Linked DNA regions of Canis lupus: region 2 is linked to region 1. The links are chromatin contacts, called in public Hi-C maps. All regions are on one chromosome and are shown on one strand. The core of a region is the stretch at or near the end of the contact, and the rest is flanking DNA. Distances in the headings are between cores, read along the strand shown. Region 1 overlaps MEIS1 (homeobox protein Meis1). Region 2 has its middle 170 kb from the start of C1D.

Region 1 (5,603 bases), core at 561-3,060:
CCGGGACCCGAGGGGGAGTCGGCGCCCCCATCCCCCGAGACCCCAGGGGACCTGCGGCCTGGAGATGGGGGGGCCTTCGTTCCCGGGGATGCGCGGGGGCACCGGGGACACCTTCCCCGGACCCCAGGGGGACCTGCGGCCTGGGGGGAGCCGTCGTTACCGGGGATGCGCGGGGGCGCGGGGGGCACCTTCCCCGAACCCCGTGGGGGAGTCAGTGCCCCCCACCCTGAGACTCCACGGGGACCTGCGGCCTGGAGCTGGGGGGCCTTCGTACCCGGGGATGCCCAGGGGGGCACCGGGGTCACCTTCCCCGGACCCCGTGGGGGAGTCAGCGCCCCCCACCCTGAGACCCCACGGGGACCTGCGGCCTGGAGCTGGGGGGCCTTCGTACCCGGGGATGCCCAGGGGGGCACCGGGGTCACCTTCCCCGGACCCCATGCGGGAGTCAGCGCCCCCCATCCCCAAGGCCCCACGGGGACCTACGGCCTGGGGAGGAGGGGCCTTCGTTACCGCGGATGCGCGGGGGCACCGGGGTCACCTTCCCTGGACCCCGTGGGGGACTCGGTGCCCCCATCCCCGGAGACCCCACGGGGACCTGCGGCCTGGGGGGGGGGCTTCGTTACCGGGGATGCGCGGGGGCGCGGGGTTACCTTCCCTGGACCCCGTGGGGGAGTCGGCGCCCCCCACCCCGAGACCCTACAGAGACGTGCGGCCTGGGCGGGGGGGCTTCGTCCCCGGGCCCGCGGGGCGCCTAACGGATCGCAGAGGGGCGCGGGGAAGACGTTTGATCCGGGCCCGACCCTTTGTCTTGAAGCGGATTAGGCAGCCGGAGAAATAGGAGGAAAAACAGAAAGTCTAGACAGGAAAACTTATTGTGTTCACAAAATATAAAAATGAACCGAGCCGGTCTGGTACCTGGAGGGTGAAGATAGATCCTTGTAGACAAGTGCGAAGACAAGACGGGGAAGATTTAAAGTGAAAGAAACGGCAGATTATTAAGAAAGTAATAGTAAGGTGTCCCATACACTACAGTTTTATTGTTGGGTAGTAACTACCCGATTTATTTATTGCCGGGGCTATATAATAGAGATAATGACCACAAACTCAAGATAAATTCTCAGGCGCCCAGCTGGACAATTCTTTTTTATTTAAGAGAGCGCGCCTGAAAGGTGAGCCTCATCTCCTCCCCTCCTGGAGGATCCGTCTTGCTTTCCAGCGCATTATGAGCCTGACATGCAAATAAATAAGTGCTGCGGGCTCTGTGGGTAGGCCCCGCGGGATTTATCTCAGGTGTGAGGGGAACATACACGGAATATGAATTTCCCCAGGAGCAGCGGGGATTCCTCCCTCGGCCTCCCCTTCCCACCCAGCTGTCCTGCCGGTGGCCCTCCCTGTCCCCTGATGACAGCAGTGACCGCCCTGTCTCGGCTCCCGGTTCCCGGACACACGGGTCTGGGGAGGGCGGGAGGCCGGGGGAAACCCGCAGACACCTCCCCAAAGCAGGTTGACCCCCTGGGACTGCGGCCAGGGGCGCGGCGACAAAGGGGAGGTGGGTTTGTAGGTAGGACTCCCAGGAGGGGCCGCCCTGGGAAGCCTGCTGACGTCGTTTGGAAACCTGCGAAATGGTGCCCAAGTTGGCTGTCCTGGTCCGTCGGGTTGACAGGCCCCAAGGGGAGCCAGAAGGAGCCCGGACTCCCCTGGGGACCTGTCCGCCTTTCTTGGCCTCAGTTTCTCTCCCTCCCTCGAGCCAGGCAGACGGAGCCACAGTCAGGGATGGAGTGACCCCGGGCCTGGCTCGCCCGCCGCCAAGGTCAGGAGGGGGCGGGCGGAGGCCTCAGGTGTTGGCTCTGGTGACCCGCTGCTGGTGGCTGCAGTAACAGTCACCCCGCCTCTGAGAAGCCGACCTCCTCCTCCTCCCCCTCCTCCTCCTCCCCCCCGGGGACTTCTCTCCCCCCACCTGCGCCCTGCACCTCACAATTCAGCCCGGCCAACCCCCCCCCCCAACGTGAAGTCAGCATCCTCTTCTGGGTGTCTTGCCTTCTAGCTCATTTTTGGGGTGACCTTCAGACATAGAGTGTCGCAGCCCCACAATCACCACTTCTGTTCAGAACTTCCCTTCCTCTGGGTTTGCCGGGGAGAGAGCACACCTTACACCTTACACCTTACACCTTACACCTTACACCTTACACTTTACACCTTACGGGGACTGGGCGGGAGGAGAGCAGCCAGCAAGCGGGAGGGGGCGGGTGGGGCGAGAGGGAAAGGGGTGAGGGGCTGGGGACCCGGAGCCAGCAGCGGGGTGCGGGTGCTGGGGCGGGAGCCAGGAGGGAAGGGGGATCTGAGAGAAGGGAGAGAAGAGGCTGCTTCTGTAATTCGGCGGTTTGTAGGAGGGATGATATGATGAGGCTGAGAAGGAGGACAGTCCTCGTCAATCTTTTACAATATTGGTGTCATTCGAGCACAACTTTATCTTTGAACCAGAATATCTGTTTCAATGATTTCCATAAGCACATAAATTATAATCTTCAGAGCCTTCAATATTTCTTTCTGTACTTTATTAAGTGTTATTGCAGAGGCCATTTATGAAGTGAATGATTCAACTTTTAATCTTTTGAACATTAAAGTGTATTCCACTGAGTTTCCTTTTCCAAATAATCTAAAATAACAAAAAGAAACTAAGCTCATTACATGAACAAGTGACAAGCGTTTTGCTCTCAGCCTGGCAAGTTGCCTCACTCACTTCAAAGGATGATAAACTAATTGTTTCCAGAGTTTATAAGTAATTAAGCTATTATTTGGGGAATTTATGTAGCAGTTTTATTCACCATAGAACTTTCCAGTGAGAATAGCCAAAGACAAGTCTTCAAAAATACCAAAATTTTAACAATTAAAAAGTCTGTCCTTTTTGATAATAATGAAAGCTATTTTTATTTTTAAAAGCAGTGGAAAATGTAAGCAAATGTAGTTTTCTTCCAAAGTATATGATAGGTAGAGGTCATTATGTGTAATTAATGCTGAAAGGAAAATGAACATGTAATGGCTTCCAAAGATTAAAACATCTGTAACTATCAAGTTTTAAAAAGTTAATTTTTAAAATCATTCAGCTTGATTCATCTCAATATGTCTGGCAGGAAAAAAAAATACGCCCTTTTAGGATTCCATATGGAAAGTTTAAAAACTTAAATAATTTTAGTATTTTAATCAACTTTTGATGCCTGGACAATAAGAATTAATGCCAAGGAATGTTAAGTGCTTGCATTTCCCTGATTTTGCAACAGAGAGATGTACTTACTTATTCACCCTTAGATTAAAATGAAGAGACTACTTCAAAAAAATCTTTTCAAATGCATTAAATTCAAACAAACATTATTTCTCTAGTTCAACCCATGTTTGTCATTTTTAAATAACACGGTCTGCCCAAAATAAAACAGTGTTCATTAAGGGAAAAAGTAAGGCTTTATAAGGAAGTGATGAATTATTCTGTAAATTTCAGCAAACTATATGACACTTTAGTTTAATAGACATATTGTTTATACACGCAGCAATGTGCTATTTTAACATATTGTTTTCCATCCAGATTTTTTTTTTCCTTTGGAAATGAGCATGTTTGGTTGTCACATGAAGGAGTTAGAAATTAATAGAATTTTCGTGTTAGAAGGAAATATCTTTGGAGAATCGCATCGAGATAGAAATGTGAGGATCCGAGTAAAGGGCTGTAGGAGCTTGTTTGAAGTAAGAGACGTGTTCTGGAAGTTACCTACAAAAACTGGGAACATAAAAAAAAACAAAAACAAAAACAAAAAACCTGGGAACATGAGCTGGTTCAAGATCCATTCCCCTCACCACAAAAAAAAAAAAAAAAAAAGTGGGAATTGGCTCTAAGGGTCTTACAAAGAAAATACCGAAGTCCTAGCTACTTGTTTTAAGGAAAACGTCTCCAAAGCAAGCCCGGGGTGGAGTTGGCCGGGAATGGCATTCGACTCAAGGTCGGCGTCGAATTTGTGGCATTTGTGTAAGCCGGGGCAGTTTAGATGTGTCGTCGTGTCACCGTGTCTGACTCAATGTCCACTGCCCTTATTCCACTGGACTCACATTGTTAAAGACCCAGAGCCCCGCAGCAACCCGTGAGGAGTAACCCAACGCCACTAACGCCGCAGTGACTGACCTTCCGGAGGCCGGGCGCCCTTGGACTCCCTTCAGGACACTCAGCTATTGAAAATGAGCTCGTTCCGGGAAGACAGTGGTGACTCTGTTGCAGTGGCACCTGTGGCATCTCACACCACACCTGGGCCGGACCTCGCCGAGACGGCCACCACCCGTGATTCGCACCCAGAGCCCGAAGGCGGCTCCAGGCACATTCTGTAACATGAAACACGCTATTCTGATCAAGGGCGAATGACATCTCTTTGCACATCCCTCCACAGGCTTCAGGAGGTGACTAGAGGCCTCTTTGAGGGTTTCTTTGCAGTAAAAATATTTCCCTGTTAAGGGGTGCTGCCCTGACTCTATGTTAAAGCTTAATGGTCAGAGATTTCACGGTGTGTTGAGTTCAAGATGTCCATGCCGATACCACCCAGAGAGAGAAATGCTGTCGTCCCCGACCTATGCGCACGTTGGAAAGGGGTGTTGGGGTGCAGGTGGCGGGTGGTGCTGACGCAGTGGCCGGACTTCTCGGCACTCCGTGTAGTTGTCCTGACTCCATAACTCGAGCATGATGCGCTTTATCTTCGTCGGATCTTTTTCCCAATCACTAAGTGACATTAATATATTTCTGCCTTACGGAATCCCTGGGTGGCTCAGCAGTTTAGCACCTGCCTTTGGCCCAGGGCGTGATCCTGGAGTCCCGGGATTGAGTCCCATGTCGGGGTCCCTGCATGGAGCCTGCTTCTCCCTCCTCCTGTGTCTCTGCCTCTCTCTCTCTATGTCTATCATGAATAAATTAAAAAATATATATATATATATTTCTGCCTCGTGAATCACTCCGCAGAGCACAGCACGCCAAGGCACTGCAGTACATTCTATGGGCTGTTGGGATAAAGTCCACCTCTCCAAGAGCTCCAGAGTTCTTTCCAGAGGAGTCCTGACTCCTAAGAGATATTTTTCTGTCCTCAAGTCTCTACGGGCCTCTAAGAATTCTGAGATGTTTTGCTTTGATTTTCCCCATCTGGCCACCAGGAGTAAAATGACGGTCCCTCGTCGTTCCAAAGAATTAGCCGAGAGCAATTAATACATCTTTCGATTAAGTGGCTTCACAGAAATGAAAGGTGACTTGTCCCCTAATCATGGACAGCGATCCAGGAGGCTGGAAACAGCGCGAAGAGAAGAGCGGAGCCCAACGGCTGGAACCTTCCCCTTTAGTGGAAGAAAACGAATCCACAGATACGCTAGTTTTCGTTTAAATTCCGTATTATTCTGCTCAGGCTCTTGCCTTACTTCTTTATAGATTCCTAGCATATTACGCTGAATCCTTTTTAAGAATGAAAAAAAGATTGTGTGTGTGTGTGTGTGTGTGTTATAAACTCTTGAGCACCTAATGTGCCCTGAGCAGTGAGCGGGACACGGGGGTCACCGGGATTAACAGGACATTGTCTCTGCCCTCAAAG
Region 2 (5,911 bases), core at 2,497-4,996, 1.1 Mb after region 1:
TGAAATGCAGTCGGGCAAAAGGCAATAGGATTAGTACTAGTGATTAGGACTGTTCCCAGGGAAAGTTTCTCCACAGATCTTGGCTCTACACGCTGGGCTCTTGATTCGCCTCCTGGGTCACTTTTTTTTTCCCATGAGAAATGCCCTATATTTGTACCTAAATAATATTCTTGGCCTGCTTCCTGACTAAAGTGGTTTAAGGTCCAGAGGTCTCATTGTAAACTATCTCTATTTTAGTTCAAAAAGGAAAAGAGACAGGAAAACCAGCATAAAGTGGGTGTTGTGGAACAGCGTGATAAGCGAAAAGAGTCCAAGAGGTCAGAGGGTGGCTTGAGAAACATGTGAAGATATGAGGAGAAGCTGTGCCTTAGGAACAGGCTACGGACTGATGATTAGATCTGAGATTCCTAAGTGGAAGAAGGCTGTCTCTCACTCCCAGACGCCCTGGCAGCGTGGCCTCCATACCTGCCACCTATGACTGACTAGTCCTCATTTATGATTTGTCTTTTGGCCTGAAAAGATACATATCTTACGTGGTTATTTTTCTAGCTTCTTTCTTTCTTTTTTTTTAACCTAAGAAGTAATTGATACTCATAAATTTCAAACAGTCCAAAAGGAAGTCTTCTTCCCATTATAATTTCTCAGACTATCCCACAAGGAAATGCCATTAGCAATCTCTTGGTGCATCCTATCTAAAATAGTTATGAGTAAAAACATAGATGGATGGATGAATGGATGGATGGATACATACACACTTGATAGATTAAAAAAAAATTCTTTTTTACATAAATGGGGGCATGCCGTGCGTACCAGTACAGCCCATCACTTTCTAGCCTTCGTTATGGGCCTTGGAGATTCTTAGATATTAGATAAGATGATTCTTAGAAATTAGATAAGATTATCTAGATTCTAGATATTAGATTCTCTAATATCTCTTCTGGAGATTATTCCATAAGAAAGCTTGTAAATCTGTTTATTATCCCCTTTTTCCACTAATTTATTTTGGGATTCATTCTCCACCTTTGTGGAACTTCATTTACTTTATGATACACTTGCACAGAATCCTGCTCTTTTCCCTTCGAAAAGTCCTCAAACTCAGTAATAATCAATAATTACATATGGCTGACACCACATGCCAGGCATCATTCTAATACTTGTGTGACTATTAACTCATGGCATCCTTGCTAGGCTCTCTGAGGTAAGTACTGGTAAGGTCTGAGCCTCCCCAGGGGTCATACTGCTACGAGTAACAGCACTAGATTCAAACCCAGACACCGGACTCCATGTTATTTATCACTTAGCTATACTTCCTCCCAACTACTGCCATGATGTGATAAGGTCTCCGTGTCCCTCTTTGTCACTAGCCCTACGGGTAAGTTCCTGTTGATGCCGCTCTCTGTCAAATCCCCTAGTAGGCGCTCAATAAATATTTGCAAATTGGACATATGCTGGGAAATATGTCAATCCACTGATAAGCTCCATCAGTAATGACATCACGTTCCAGATACTCTCTACTCCGGGTCACTGTGCTAAGCATTTTACACGCGTTATCTCCCTTAATATAGAAACTTTAGTAGTTTGCTAAATTTTTCCACGATTACCCCCAACTTTACGGTAGAGAAAATTCAAGAGGCAGGTTTGAACCCAAGTCTGTCTGAGCCTAGAGAACACCCTTAAGCTCTGTGCCAGACCAGCCACTCTCTCCAACACCCACCAGTGTCCCCTCTCCTCCCGGAAGTCCCACCTTCGGAGCATCCTGAGCCAGCTCTTGAGGAAAAGCACCAGAACCAGCTCTTGAGGAAAAGATTCCTTCGACACACTTGCTACAGTTCCTAATGCTCCAGAAAAGACTTAGAAGGTATCTGGGTTGTTAGTATTATGATTATTCAAGAAGTGTCTTTCCCCACACAGAGCTGCATTAGCACCCACTGCAGTTAAATTTTAGTGCATCGCAAGGCACTAAATATCATCTCAGTTGTCATCACAGGGATTTACAAGAGACATTCACACCCCTGAAGAGAAGAAAGTACAAGTTGTCACTCAGCCAGTCTCAATACTTGATGTCTTGAGATTGGGGAAGAGGGGGAAAACCTTAGAAAGACTTTCTTTGGGGTGAAGGTAACTGGCATACGTTTACTGTAAACCCAATAGACCAGCTTCCCCCCTAACACAATTTATCTTGAAACATCACAGGTGGCCTGTGTCAGGACCAGCCAGGCTGGCCCCAGCTCGCGGCGCTGCGGTCTCACACTGCCCTCTGCAGTCGGCCGCTGTCTACACACGCTCTCCCAACCAGCCCCGACGGCCACACCACCTCCAGGCCCTCAAACAGAATCACTACCTCCCTTTGGCCTGGAGACAAACTGTAAAAGGAAATACTGTTCAACTTGTACCTGAACAGGTGCGTTACAGCCTTAATCCGTCTCTCTGGAGCTGGAGTGCGTGGAAAGCTCACCCCGGGGGGTCCATTCGCAAGATTCTTTTATGATAACAGCCCCAAATTCGGAAGATGGTATTTTACCCCCATTGGTGTGGTCTGCTTGCTCCAGCCTCTCCCCAGTCCTTCTCCCTTCCACGGCACCGTGCAGCCCCTTGAAATGGAGAAGACAGGTGCTCTCTAGGTCAACAATATATGGACAAAGAGAGAAATAATCCAGGGGATGGAAAAAAACAAGTTCTATAGACTCAACCTATTAATTCAAGGAGAAAAATCCTTTACACATGTATGTAAGGAGATGAAAAACCTGTCCTAAAATCCAAAATAAATACATTCATAAAGATTAGGGGGAAAAAATTATCTCTTATTTTCTTGGATACCTTTCATGTGTGTGCATGTGTACGTATATGTGTATGTATACGTCTATGTTCTCCTAGAAAACTCTCCCTAAGTTGGTTGGGGGAAAGAAACACTTTCATTGTGTTTCAACATCTTGGGCTCCACAGCAATAAATCCTGTTGGCAAACTTGCTACCAGGCTGCCAGATATTCTTCGAAATCTGCTTCCACCACACACGCGCACACACACACGCACATAATACCCTGCACACGCATGCATTCTCAAGTCCCTCTCTGTGAGGGAGATGTGCCGGGAAACCAGCCTGAGACCACAGACAAACAACTAATTCCACACCTCCCTATACCAAGCTCTGGGCCTCCCCTTGACCAGGCTTTTAACCCAAAGTTCAAGGTCATTATTTTCAGACCACAAAACTGAAAGTCTGATGGGAGTCAAAGTAGCTCTTGATCTGAAGGAAGAGGAGAGAAAAGATAATGCCCATGTTTGGAACCTGTAGGGATGGGGTCAAAAACTTCCAAAGGAAGTCTGTGGACTAGTCAAAAGTTGGCATCTCACTGCCTTTGGGATGGAGTCCAGGCTCCTCGGTATATTCAAGGGTCTTCAATCGCTGCCCAGCTCAGGTCCCTCCAGCGTAGTTACACTGCTCCTCCCCCAGCCGTCCTCTCTCTAGCCCCCATTTGCCCATTCCTCAGCCTTGCCTGTTCTTCAAGACATAGTCAGACCCCTTTTTAGCAAGTCTCTGGGGCACCGCTTCAGCCAGTTGATGTCCTGCCTGTAGACAGTCTTTGCTCATCCCTGCCACCTCCTCAGGGGAGGGAGCCTACGGCCACTTCCACTGCCGAGGGAGCAAAGGCACGTCCCTCATCTCACTGAGAAGACTGCATGTTGCTTGAGGCCGGGCACTGTTTGCTGACCCCTCGGTTCCCTGGCTCACACTGGCTGGGCTTGCTGCCTCCTGACCACATCAGAGCAGAGGAGAGGATCCATGGAGCAGCAGCAGATCTGCCCTAAGTAGCAATCATCATGTCCAGCACAGTTCCAGGCATTTTCTGGGCACTCGTCACACTTTAATTAAATGAATGAACAAAACACTGGCAGGGGAAAAAAAAAAATGGAGAATGACTGCCTGAGGTCACATATGCTAGGAAATATGTCAATCCACTGATAAACTCCATCTAGTCAGCAAACAGGAAAATACTGAGAGGCCAATTTAAAATGATTTGATAGCTTTGCCCATTGCTCCTTATTGTACAATCAGAGTCATAAAAGGCTAGTCAATTGTTTGTAATTTAAACACACACACACACACACACACACATATACACTCCATTGGCAGGGACAGATTTGCATGGAGTTTCTGAAATGTCAATCCCTCACTAGGCTCCAGGATCTCCAAAGCTCTGAAGGGGGAAGCATTTCAGACCAGGAGAAAGGATGTTTTTCCAGGGTCAGTTAGATCCTTTAATACAACCCCGCTACCCAAAGGGTCAAGAGAGGGCATGATTTACAATTTATCCCAATTACAGAGGCTTGTGTTCTTTGTTTCTCAGTACGGAAGGCTTCCTCGGGTAGCAAGGAGGCTGTCTCACTCTCACCCGCATGCTCCCCTTTTTGCTCCATGATCTATAAATAGATACAGATAGATACATACATACATAGACAGATAAGAGCAAGAAAGGGAAAAAATATAGAAGATCAGTAATAACCCAAGGTGTTCAGCTAGCTTTTCCAAACATCCTTTTCAGAGTGTCGGTTTTAGACACAAGATTTTTTTTTTTTTAAGATTGCATTTATTTATTCATGAGAGACACAGAGAGAGGCAGAGACAGGCAGAGGGAGAAGCAGGCTCCATGCAGGCAGCCGGATGCGGGACTCGATCCCGAGTGTCCAGGGTCAGGCCCTGGGCCGAAGGCAGGCGCTTAACTGCTGAGCCACCCAGGGGTCCCCTAGACACAAGATTCTAATTTATATCATACGGTCTTTAAGGTAAAAAAAAAATTCCAAGACATAGGTGAGAAGGTATGAGACAAGGCCTTTAAGTTTTCTTGAGTTTTTGTTTTAATTATATCAAGAAGACCAAATTGCCTTTTTTTTTTTTCTCCTTGAAAATTGTGCTGTCTGCTTCCAAAATCAGCCCCATGTATTCAGCTAAGTTTTCAGGAGGAACTATTATAGACATCTTGCCCTTTGGATCATATATCTGTATATATGGTGGCCCAAAGCCTTGAATCAGTCATTGCGTAAGATCATCCAAACTGTCCAGCATTTTGAGCAACTGTGATAAACTAGGTTTTGCAGTGTCAATAATTTCAACTTATTGGGGGAAAAACGTTTCCCTCAAGGATTCCATTGCTTCAGAATCATAAATGGAATTAAGCCACGTTTTAACCTGTCGGCCCCACTCGTCAGCAGCAAAGAGTAGCTGAAACCTTCGCCAATGTTCAAACTCATTATTTTGTTATTAGGCTATTTTACTGGGTTAGCACATCACCAAGGGACTGCTACCTCTAGTTTTATTTGTGGTACAAGTGAATCAGAGGCCAAGTTGGCATATACAAAAAATAAACACAAAATACAGGAGGAGGAAGGAGAGAAAGCGAGGGTGAGAGAAATTTATTATAACGAGAATTTTTATTGGGGGTCTCTCCAAATTCAAAGCCAAGAAAATGCAGCCAGACTAGAGGAAAGCCTGGAACTAAGAAGTGTGATTATCATTAGGAACCCAGAAAATAATTCATATTCACTCCTAGCTCTGTTTTTCTCTGTGAGTCTACTGAATTGTCTCTCTCCCTTTCCCTCTCTCCTCTACATCGTTCCCCCATTCACTTCTCTGTCCTGTGGTGGCACATGGTTCACTTTGGTTCAAGCATCCACACGTGGTTCCAACAAACATGGGGCCGGGGGGAGGGGGGCGGTGAAGAAGGCAGTCATGTGATCTAGTGTGGTGATAATTCATAAATTAATAGATCCAGCTATTGGATAGACTTCTCAAAAGGTATCTACCCCCGTTAGTACACCTTCAAGCTATTGGAGGGTAAAGAGACGTACATGGATTATAGATTAGTCTAAAACTAAGTATATCTGAACCTAGATGGCAATTAGGAATTTATATAT

Evidence for each region. Hi-C and Micro-C count contacts between places; a contact is called where the count stands out from the background.
Region 2: a contact with region 1 is called in a Hi-C map of amygdala, with 5 times the contacts expected there. The contact joins two enhancer-like sites. A contact is called at or near these places in 2 of 9 Hi-C or Micro-C datasets (amygdala and skin fibroblasts).

Annotation. Positions count from the first base shown.
Region 1 is chr10:67,204,396-67,209,998 of UU_Cfam_GSD_1.0, forward strand. All of the region lies in intron 12 of MEIS1 (homeobox protein Meis1), which reads left to right. Among named protein-coding and RNA genes, the nearest start is that of MEIS1, 150 kb to the left of the region's middle. Within about 2 kb of position 1,811, at least 2 of the 20 cell types and tissues checked have an H3K27ac peak or open chromatin away from gene starts, as enhancers often do.
Region 2 is chr10:68,307,000-68,312,910 of UU_Cfam_GSD_1.0, forward strand. No RefSeq gene overlaps it. Among named protein-coding and RNA genes, the nearest start is that of C1D, 170 kb to the right of the region's middle. Within about 2 kb of position 3,747, at least 3 of the 20 cell types and tissues checked have an H3K27ac peak or open chromatin away from gene starts, as enhancers often do.